Regions from separate parts of the Mus musculus genome. Here regions 1 and 2 are each linked to region 3. A link is a contact called in public Hi-C and promoter capture Hi-C data. All regions are on one chromosome and are shown on one strand. The core of a region is the stretch at or near the end of the contact, and the rest is flanking DNA. Distances in the headings are between cores, read along the strand shown. Region 1 holds the start of Pdia6 (protein disulfide isomerase associated 6). Region 2 holds the start of Nol10 (nucleolar protein 10). Region 3 holds the start of Rnaseh1 (ribonuclease H1).

Region 1 (2,944 bases), core at 130-2,629, about 11 Mb after region 3:
CTTAGACCTTTGATAGGGTAGCCATCTGTTAAGAGAAGCTCTCAAGGAACTAGGCAAAGTGTAAAGACAGAAGTCTTACTATATCAGCCATGGAAGAGGAATGCCTTCCTGAGGCATGGAGCCTCCATCCCTGTGGGAGCCTGCAGAGAACATGTTGCTCCCCTGATGCCCTAATGGCCAAGAGAAGTGGAACCACCCAGTTCTGCCTCAGCCTACCAACTGATGGCTCTAAGATGATCTAACAGGGTTAGGAAGAATCAAATACACTGTTCCTTGCACTTGCTCTCCAAGCAACAGCCCCACCCCCACCCGGGGTGGTGGTGGTGGTTTACTATGGCTGAATAGGTCAATGCTGACCCATCAAATCCTGCTTCTAAAATTCACATGGCCACTCTACACAGTGATAATGAGCACCACCGGGAAAAAAAGAACTCCCAGGGTCCACAATCTATGCGTGCAGATGGTTTTGCCATCTGTGGCTTCCCATTCAATCTCTGTAGCAGTTAAGGGTGTTATAAATTCACACCAGTAACATTTCTGCCTGGCAGCCGCTGGCAGCAGGGTAGCCAAAAAAAAGGCTGACTACCTTATTAAAATAATGAGTTAATTGATAGAATCACTTTTTCACAGGCACTCACTGGAAAACCAAAGATTAAATCTTTCCCTCTCATCTGCTCTCTACAGTAACCCAGAAAGTAGTATTTTTCTTGCTTACTCTCTTTAAATATGTACTATAGCTCATGGGGCGAACACGGTTGAAAAAAGCTGGCAGAGCAGTGAGAAAATATGCTCCGGGTCTCAACTAGTAAATGGAGGGAGAAGTGGTGTAGGGATCCACCTCCCTCTCCTACTTTCTAGCCAGGATCAGCTGAGTTAACTAATGTCAAAAACTATAGGCCCATTTACAAGGACAGCCGGGAGATGAGGGCCCCTCAGATTCGCCCACGAGTCGCTAAACATCATTCCCGGACACCTGGGTGGACGACCAAAGGCATTTTAAGTGCTCAGGAGTTGTGAGGCCTTGGTCAGTGGGCACTGCCCACTTCTAAGACACCTTCGGGACAGGCCTCTGCTATCTGCCTATAAAAGTGAAGGCTGAGCTGGACCGGAGGCGGACCGCACTCGTGGGGAGCAGAGGCTGCAAGTCTCCGACTCCCCGGGGCCTCCCGTAGTGGGCCCGACCTGGCCTCTCCCACCCAGCTCGCCGCGAAGTCCCCAGGCAGGCCCGGCAACTCGTCCCTCCACTCGGCCCTGCTTCGCGGCCCCGGCCCTTCAGGCTGCCTCCGACCGGCTTCCCACCACAGGCCCGCGCTTACCGAGCACCAGGCGAGCCATGCCGATCACCCGCATTCTGTCCGTGCCGCCGCTGCCTCGGCTCTGCCGCGCCCACGTCCCGCCCTCGGCTTCTAGCGGGCGGTGCGCCGGCGCGCGGAGGCGGGCCGGAAGGGCTCGCCACGCCGTGGCCGCCTTTCATTGGTCTCTGTGGACTTCGCTCATGTGCGTGGCCAATTGAAAGCGGCCGGGTAGAGGTTACCGGTTTGTTTTTTTTTCCTCGGGGGTGGGGGCGAGCGGAGTAGCGGAGCGGGGCGGGGCAGGGCGAGGATGGGCGGGGAATGAAGGGGCGGGGTCAGGGGACCTCCGGCCCTGTTCCTGCGGGGTACCCCTTGTTCCCCTAATTTTTTTCTGAGTTAACTGAAACAAAACAAAAAACCCAGGACTAAGGGGTCCTCATTTCTTCCTGGCTTTCATTCTTTTTCCTCTTTGCCTCTCTCGTGGCCCCTTCCAGCTCTCATTCCTTGAACTGTCCCTTTATGTCGGGAGAATAGTCCTAAGACTTCAGTGTGTTTGGGACCTTATTTATTCTTTTGTTCGCGGACTCAGCATTCAGTGAAAACCATTTGCCAAACTTATTCTGTATATAGTATCATTCCAAACTTTATTTTGTTAAATTGATTGCAAAGCCTTGTTCACTCATGTGCCCCTAGACCCTCAGAGTATAAACTGCGGGGTTTATCGTTCTTGGCTCTGGGGGTGAGGGCTAAAATGTATTGCTTTGCAATATTTACAAAGGTGTTTAAGGCTAACAGAGTGAGACACAATAGAAAAATAATGGCAGGGGATGCCTTTCTGTTGGTGTGCTTGAGTAACATGCGTGAAGCCCTGGCTAGGATCCCTAGCACCACAGAAACACAGCATGGTGACTATGGTGGCTAGTTTTATGGCAACTTGACTCAAGCTAGAGGAAACCTCAAAAACAACAAAAAAAAAAGCTTCTATAAGATCCAACAGTAGGACATTTTCTCAATTAGTGATTGAAAGGGCCCAGCCCATTGTGAGTGGTGCGGTCCCCGGACTTGCGGTCCTAGGTTCTATAAGAAAGCAGGTTGAGGGTAAGTCCTGAGCAGCGCGTCAGTAAGCCACATCTCTCCGTGGCCTCTACTTCAGCTCCTGCCTCCGGGTTCCCATCCTGTTTGCCTTCCTGCCCTGACTTTCTTGAATAATCAACATGGAAGGATAAACCAAACCCTTTCCTCCCCAAGTTGCTTTGGTCATGGTGTTTCATCACAGCTACAGTAACCCCAACTAAGACAGTAACACACCTGTAGTGCCAGCGCTAAAGAAAAGGAAGCAAGAGAATTAGGGGTTCAAGGCCAGCTTTGGCGACACAGTCAGTTTGTGGCCAGCCTGGACTACATGAGATCCTGTCTAAATTTTTTAAATGCTAATAAAAATTTTAACAACAATAATAGCTTCTTTTTACTGAATGACAAAACAACGCTGACCCTGGCCAGAGCTCTCTTGGGCAAAGGGCTCCAGGAGAAGTGGTGCCCTGTTGGAAGGTGGAGCCCTAGGAGTGCCTTTGGAGAGACTGGCAGGCAAATGAGGCTCCAAGGAGCACCAGAACCACAAGGCTGACTCTTGTAAGCCATTGGCAAGCTTTCCT
Region 2 (2,795 bases), core at 245-2,744, about 11 Mb after region 3:
AAAAAATATATTTACATATACTAAACAATTTTAAAGCATCTGTTTTACAAAGAATTATAAAAGCATAAAATTAATCCATCTAAGCTAAGATAATGCAAACTCTTGAAATGATGGGTTTTAATTTCTATATGGAGTGAGTGCACCCAATGTGTGTGCATATTCCTGTGTTAAGATAGAGTCACACAATGTAAGCTCTGTCGCCCAGGCTGAACACAAGCTCACAAATGTCCTGTCTCAGCGCCCTAAGCACTGGGATTATAAACGTGTCTCTTTGCCAGCCAAATGTATTTCTTACAAAGAATAGAAACAGACCTATGACTGGCCTAATAGACGACCCTGGATAAGAAGTGGTTTTTACCAGCACATTCACTGGAAGCTGATTTTCTTCTACAGGCAACAGTTGAATGAACAGCAACCAAAGCACTAGTCAGTTATCGTGACACTGAGTGGCTGGGTCTCTACCGGGACAATTTTGCTTCCCAGATGGCTTATGGCAAGTCTTTACATTTTAGTCTGTCATCACAATTGGATCTTGTAGGTATGGACCAGGGATGCTGGCAAACAACACTAGCAACAAGACTTGTCCAGCTTAAAACGTCAATAAATTTGAGGTTAAATGCCCCCAATAGAAAAAAAAATCCTTTCTAAAAGGGAAAAGTCAATGTACTATTCTTACTAGTTATGGCAAAATAATCTCTAAACATGTGAACTCACCTCCCTAGACCCTAAGTATACACCAAGGCAGTCTGCATTTGGAACAGGATGAGACTTTAAACAGACTAAGGGTGAGCCACAGTCCTCCTCTCTGCAGTCTGTGACTGTATTGCTCTGACTGTTTTCAGGCAATAAGGTTTTTAATTAAAGCACGTGAGAGTAGTTTCTAAACAGTTAGCACGTTCTTACACGTGAACCCAATGCAGGCAAAACAACGGTCTTGTCTTAGGGTTTTTATAGTGTGATAAAATACCATGACCAAACGCATCTTGGGGAGAAAAGAGTTTATTTCAGCCACACTTCTACATCACGGTCCATCACTGAAGAAACTCAAACAGGGCAAGAACCTGGAGGCAGGTGTTTATGCAAAAGCCATGGAGCAGTACTGTTTACTGGCTTGCTGGGCCTGCTTTCTTATAGAACCCAGAGCCATAGCCCAGGAACGGCACCACCAAGGGCTGAGCTCTTCCCCATCAATCATTAAGAAAGTGTCCTACAGCTAGATCTTATGGGGGCATTTTCTCAATTGAGATTCCCTCCTTCCAGTTAACTCTAGCTTGTGTCAAGTTGACATAAAACCAGCCACCACGGTCAGCCGATGGTAAGTTAGAGATACACGCTCCCAGGGCGATGGCGAGGGGGCGAGAACTCACCTCGGGAAGAGACTTGCCGCAGCTGAGGCTGTAAATCTTCACTTCGTTGAGGCTGGAGACCTGCATCGCAGCGCGGAGCAGCCGGAGCCCGGCACGCAGTCACAGAACGCCGGCCCACCCGAATACCCTAGCATCCAAACCCGAGGCGAACCGGCACAACGTGCGGGAACTGGCGCGAGCTGATGACGCACTTCCTGGCTCCGGAAGTGCGCGCTCACTAGGCTGCCCCAGGGCGGAGGCACTAGAGGCGGCAAGAGCGGGTCCGGGGAGATGTGCTCTGGGGTTGGAAAAAGCGAAAATGAAAAGAAAAATCGTACGAGAAAGCATGAGATGGGGAAGTGAGTTTGAACCTGATATCGTTTGAGACTAGAATGTGACAGTTATAACCACTTACCATTTTTAGGAAGTTCTGTTGTCCACATCAGAGGCCTTGGGATGACTTTCTAACAGCAGAGGACCCTCGCCAGTCTTTCTCTATATCCTCTTCCAAACACATTATGAAAAGACGAGTCTGGGAAAGAGAGAATGGTTAAGTAATGCTTTCTCCAAAGTCATGTGAAACCACTATCAAACCCTGGCTCCAGTCGACTCTTTGATAGGCACTTACGCTCTCATAGTCAGGGTCCACTCAAGCCCTCTCGGCAACTACGGTCGGGTGCTTTCATCTTCATTTGCCCCTGGGCCATGGCTCACTAGTTCCTGCTGGCTTTGCAAAGGCTTGTACTCTGGTGGAAGCCTTTTCTTTCTGAGCAGAGCGATCTGCTACAGAACTTTTCTGTGCTGTTTCTCTATCAAGTAGTGTTGGCACAGTCCCCGGACTCCCAGGTCTTAAGATGGTGCCATGTAGACACCACTCAGACCACCTTGTGCTGAGTTGCAGGTCCCTGTCAGCCCCTTAAAGTTCAAACAGCTGCTTCACTCCTTTCTGGGACGACTGATCTTTCCTCTGGGATCACCCATAGATGTGCTCAAGAATTTTTGACTTAGGTGATTGAAACAGTACCTTCTTGTGCTCGTATTCCAAATTAGACTGAGGAATTGCCAATTCCCAAGCGAGGCACAGTGACCCCCACCTAAAATTCTAGTGTCTAAAAGACTGAGACTGGAGAATTACCAAGGCCTGGATTACAGTCTCAACAAAAATAAATAAATAAATAAATGTATAAAGAGGTTAGAATCCCAAAACTTAGCGTGTAATATCTCAACTCAATCAAAAGTTATTTTGTGTCTTCAAAACTAGAAAATTCTCTGGCCTCCAGACCTTAGTTGTGATCTATTTATCACCACAATTGCCTGCCAGCACCATGACTGCCTACTTCTAAAACCAGCTTCCTTAATTCACTGTTCCACCATGCACTTTTTATTAGCTCAATGCTGTCTTCATAGTCACCTTGGCTAAATCTGTAGAGTAGCCCGTTTCTGCCTCTG
Region 3 (2,987 bases), core at 222-2,721:
TGTGTAGCCCTGGCTGTCCTGAAACTCCTTTTGTAGACCAGGCTGGCCTGGAATTCAGAGATGCACATGTCTCTGCCTCCCAGCCTCCTGAGTGCGGGGATTTAAAGGCTTGTGCCACTATGCCTGGCCCAGTGTCTTTTCTAGAGCAGGAGTTTTTAACTGAATGAAGTTTAACATACAAGGACTTTTCATGGATTATAGGTTTGGTGTTGTATGGTGAGTCAAAGGGATCTGCTGTCAATTCCTTGGGACAAAGGTCACACCTCAATTTGGTTTCATTTTACATGTTAAGACCTGACAGCCCATTCTGCTAAATGCCATCCAATCCAAATAGCATACTAATACCACAAGGTCTTCCACAACTCCAGCACATACTAAAATTTTGTTATCTTTAAGACTCAATCACAGAAAAAGGGTTGGCAGTGGATATATTTCTTCCTTAGTACTGTCTCAGCTGTGCCTAGGGAAACATCCAGGTCACAGGGACAACAAACCTTGATATTAGAAGTTAGCTGTCATATACTCCCAAACCTGGACTTAAGCCCCGATTCTGCCTCTCATTTGACCTGGGAACTGCCACAGTACCGGTGAAACTGAAAACTTCATCTTGCCTCCAAGGGCTGCGACATGGATCCAAAGGCAAAGACCAGCTTCTGGCTTGAGACTCTCCACCTCTCCCCCTCCCTCATCTCTTCCACAGCCCATGCTGGCCTCTAACTTGTAGTGATCCTCCTGCCTCCACCTCAACAGTGCTGGAATTACAAACATGTGACAACACATCTCACCACGATTTTCCTTCTTAAAAACAGTCGGGGATGAGGATGTAGCTCAGCTGCTGGCCTAGTATGCACAAGCCCTGGGTTCAAACACCTGCAGTACACAAATTGAGCATAACGGTGCCTATCTGAAATCCCTGCGTTTGGTTAGTGAAGGCAGAAAGACCAGAAGTTCAATTTGGCACATAATCGGCTCGAGAAAAGTCACCCAGTAGGTATGAAAAATGTTTAAAAGATGAAAACACGAGGAAGTTGGGCGTGGTGGCCCAAACCAATGAGCTCAGCAGTCTGGACTACATGAGGTCCTGTGTCAAAAAACAAAACACCCACACACAGGAACGATCAGAACGTGGGAAGCCTTGTGTAAATTCTGGCTGCGGTGACCATGTGTTCTCTTTGGGAGGATTTGACTACAACACGGAAGGGCTAAACGAGCTGTTAGGTGTTTAGAATAAAGGGCTCCGCCAGGCTCCGTCTCACCAACTCAGGAAGACTCCGGTCCTGCGGCCTCTCCTCACCGCATAGAACATCCCGAGCCCGCAAATGCCTCGCCTCAGGCGTACGACGGCCAGTGTCACTGTGCGGGACAGCGGCAGCAGCCAGCGCATCACTCACGCCAGCGCGGCAACCCACATTGCTGCCCGCGAGCCTCCCGCCGGCGAGCCGACACACTTCCGGCTCAGGAAGGTGACGTCGCGAGGCGCCCGTCGCGGAGAGGGGCGGGGCCGAGGATTGTGTCTTCGGTTTCTTAGACGTCGGTGGAGACGTTCGGCCTGGAGACAGAGGTGTTTCCCAGCTGCCGAGTGCCTAGTCCAATCCCAGCACAGCAAAACTGATTTGGAAGCGAGAGGAAGAGGGGAAAGAAGGAATGAGAGGATGATGGCCGAATGAGGGAATAGATGTGAAGACAATGAGCCCCTGTAAAACTACATCCCATATTCTAGGATGCCCAACTCTGCAGAATAGGGTTCCCCTCCCCTTTGCCAGCAATGAATGAGAAGATGTCATGAATACATAACAACACTCTGGCCATATAATTCTGGACTACATAGAATGAAGCAAGTCACTGTTGCAAACTGGGGAATCGTTTTTATAACCCAAAATCAACTAAAATTTTAAAATCTACTCCTTAGGGACTACCAAGGCGACTTTGAAAGTGAAGGCACTTGCCACCAAGCTTAACAACTCTCCCACAAGTTGTCCTCTGACCTTCGCACATATGCACCAATGATAATGCACGCACACACCAACACATAGATGCAATTTTAAAGTAATAAATGTATATTCCTTGAAGTCATGAGTATGAAAAGTTTTTCTAAATATAAAGAAAAAATAGGGAAGGGAAAATTTCCCTTTAATGGTTGTCTCTGATTGTTTGCCCTTCAGCCAGCTGTCGGTGTGGTTTGTAGAATGTAAAGCAACTCTACCCTTCTCTTTCCTTTAGAAATCAGTTGTTTATTTATGTATTACTTTAGTTCATGTGTATGAGTGTTTCGCTTGCATCTATGTTTGTGCCACAGACATACTTTCTGCCCACAGAGGTCAGGAAATGGCATTGGCTCCCCTGGGATTGGAACTCAAGCCTTTGCAAAAGCAGCCACTATTCTTAATGAGTGAGCCATCTCTCCAGCGCCACCAGAGTTTTTGTTTGTTTGTTTGTTTTTTAATATTTGAAGCCAGACATGGTGCCTCAAACCTATTATCCCAGTACTGTGTAGACTACAGCAAGAGGATTACTGCAAGTTCAAGGGCAGTCTTGGCTACACGATGAATCCTGGCACTGGAGATTGAAATTAGGGTCTCACATATATTGGGCATAGGCCCTGCCAGAACTTCCTCTCATCCCTTCTTTTTATTTCTATGTAGCAAGTATTAATGTCTATCAACTCAAATAAAACCTCAAAATACCAACAATATTCTAAAGTTTAAAAAAGGGGGTAAGAAAGAAAAAAAAAGAAAAAAAAAAAAAACAAAAGAAGGGGGTATGGATATATCCAGTGTCTCGGAAACCGGGTGTGGTGGTACTTGCCTGTCATCCCAGACTGAGGAGTCAGGGATAAGGAGACCAATAGTCAAGGTCATCCTTGGCTACATAACTGGGGCCAAGATACAAGACACTTACTTTTTCAAGAAAAATAATTTGAGCCAGACGTAGTGGCTCACGCCTTTAATCCCAGCACTTGGGAGGCAAAGGCAGGCAGATCTCTGAGT

The links. Promoter capture Hi-C pulls out the DNA fragments that hold promoters and counts their contacts. Hi-C and Micro-C count contacts between places; a contact is called where the count stands out from the background.
Region 1: a Hi-C map of B cells shows a contact between it and region 3, with 5 read pairs. The contact joins the promoter of Pdia6 here to the promoter of Rnaseh1 in region 3. A contact is called at or near these places in 1 of 39 promoter capture datasets (cranial neural crest) and 1 of 484 Hi-C or Micro-C datasets (B cells).
Region 2: a contact with region 3 is called in a promoter capture Hi-C map of pre-B cells. The contact joins the promoter of Nol10 here to the promoter of Rnaseh1 in region 3. A contact is called at or near these places in 1 of 39 promoter capture datasets (pre-B cells) and 2 of 484 Hi-C or Micro-C datasets (B cells and CD8 T cells).

Annotation. Positions count from the first base shown.
Region 1 is chr12:17,265,024-17,267,967 of GRCm38.p6, reverse strand. It overlaps Pdia6 (protein disulfide isomerase associated 6), which reads right to left and starts at 1,379. Exons shown (of 13, transcript NM_027959.4): 1 at 1,317-1,379. The coding sequence starts at 1,335.
Region 2 is chr12:17,347,192-17,349,986 of GRCm38.p6, reverse strand. Nol10 (nucleolar protein 10) reads right to left here and starts at 1,494. Exons shown (of 21, transcript NM_001008421.1): 1 at 1,368-1,494. The coding sequence starts at 1,433. Gm46336 (a long non-coding RNA gene) reads left to right here and starts at 1,585. Exons shown (of 2, transcript XR_001780553.2): 1 at 1,585-1,705.
Region 3 is chr12:28,648,086-28,651,072 of GRCm38.p6, reverse strand. It overlaps Rnaseh1 (ribonuclease H1), which reads right to left and starts at 1,471. Exons shown (of 8, transcript NM_011275.3): 1 at 1,257-1,471. The coding sequence starts at 1,384.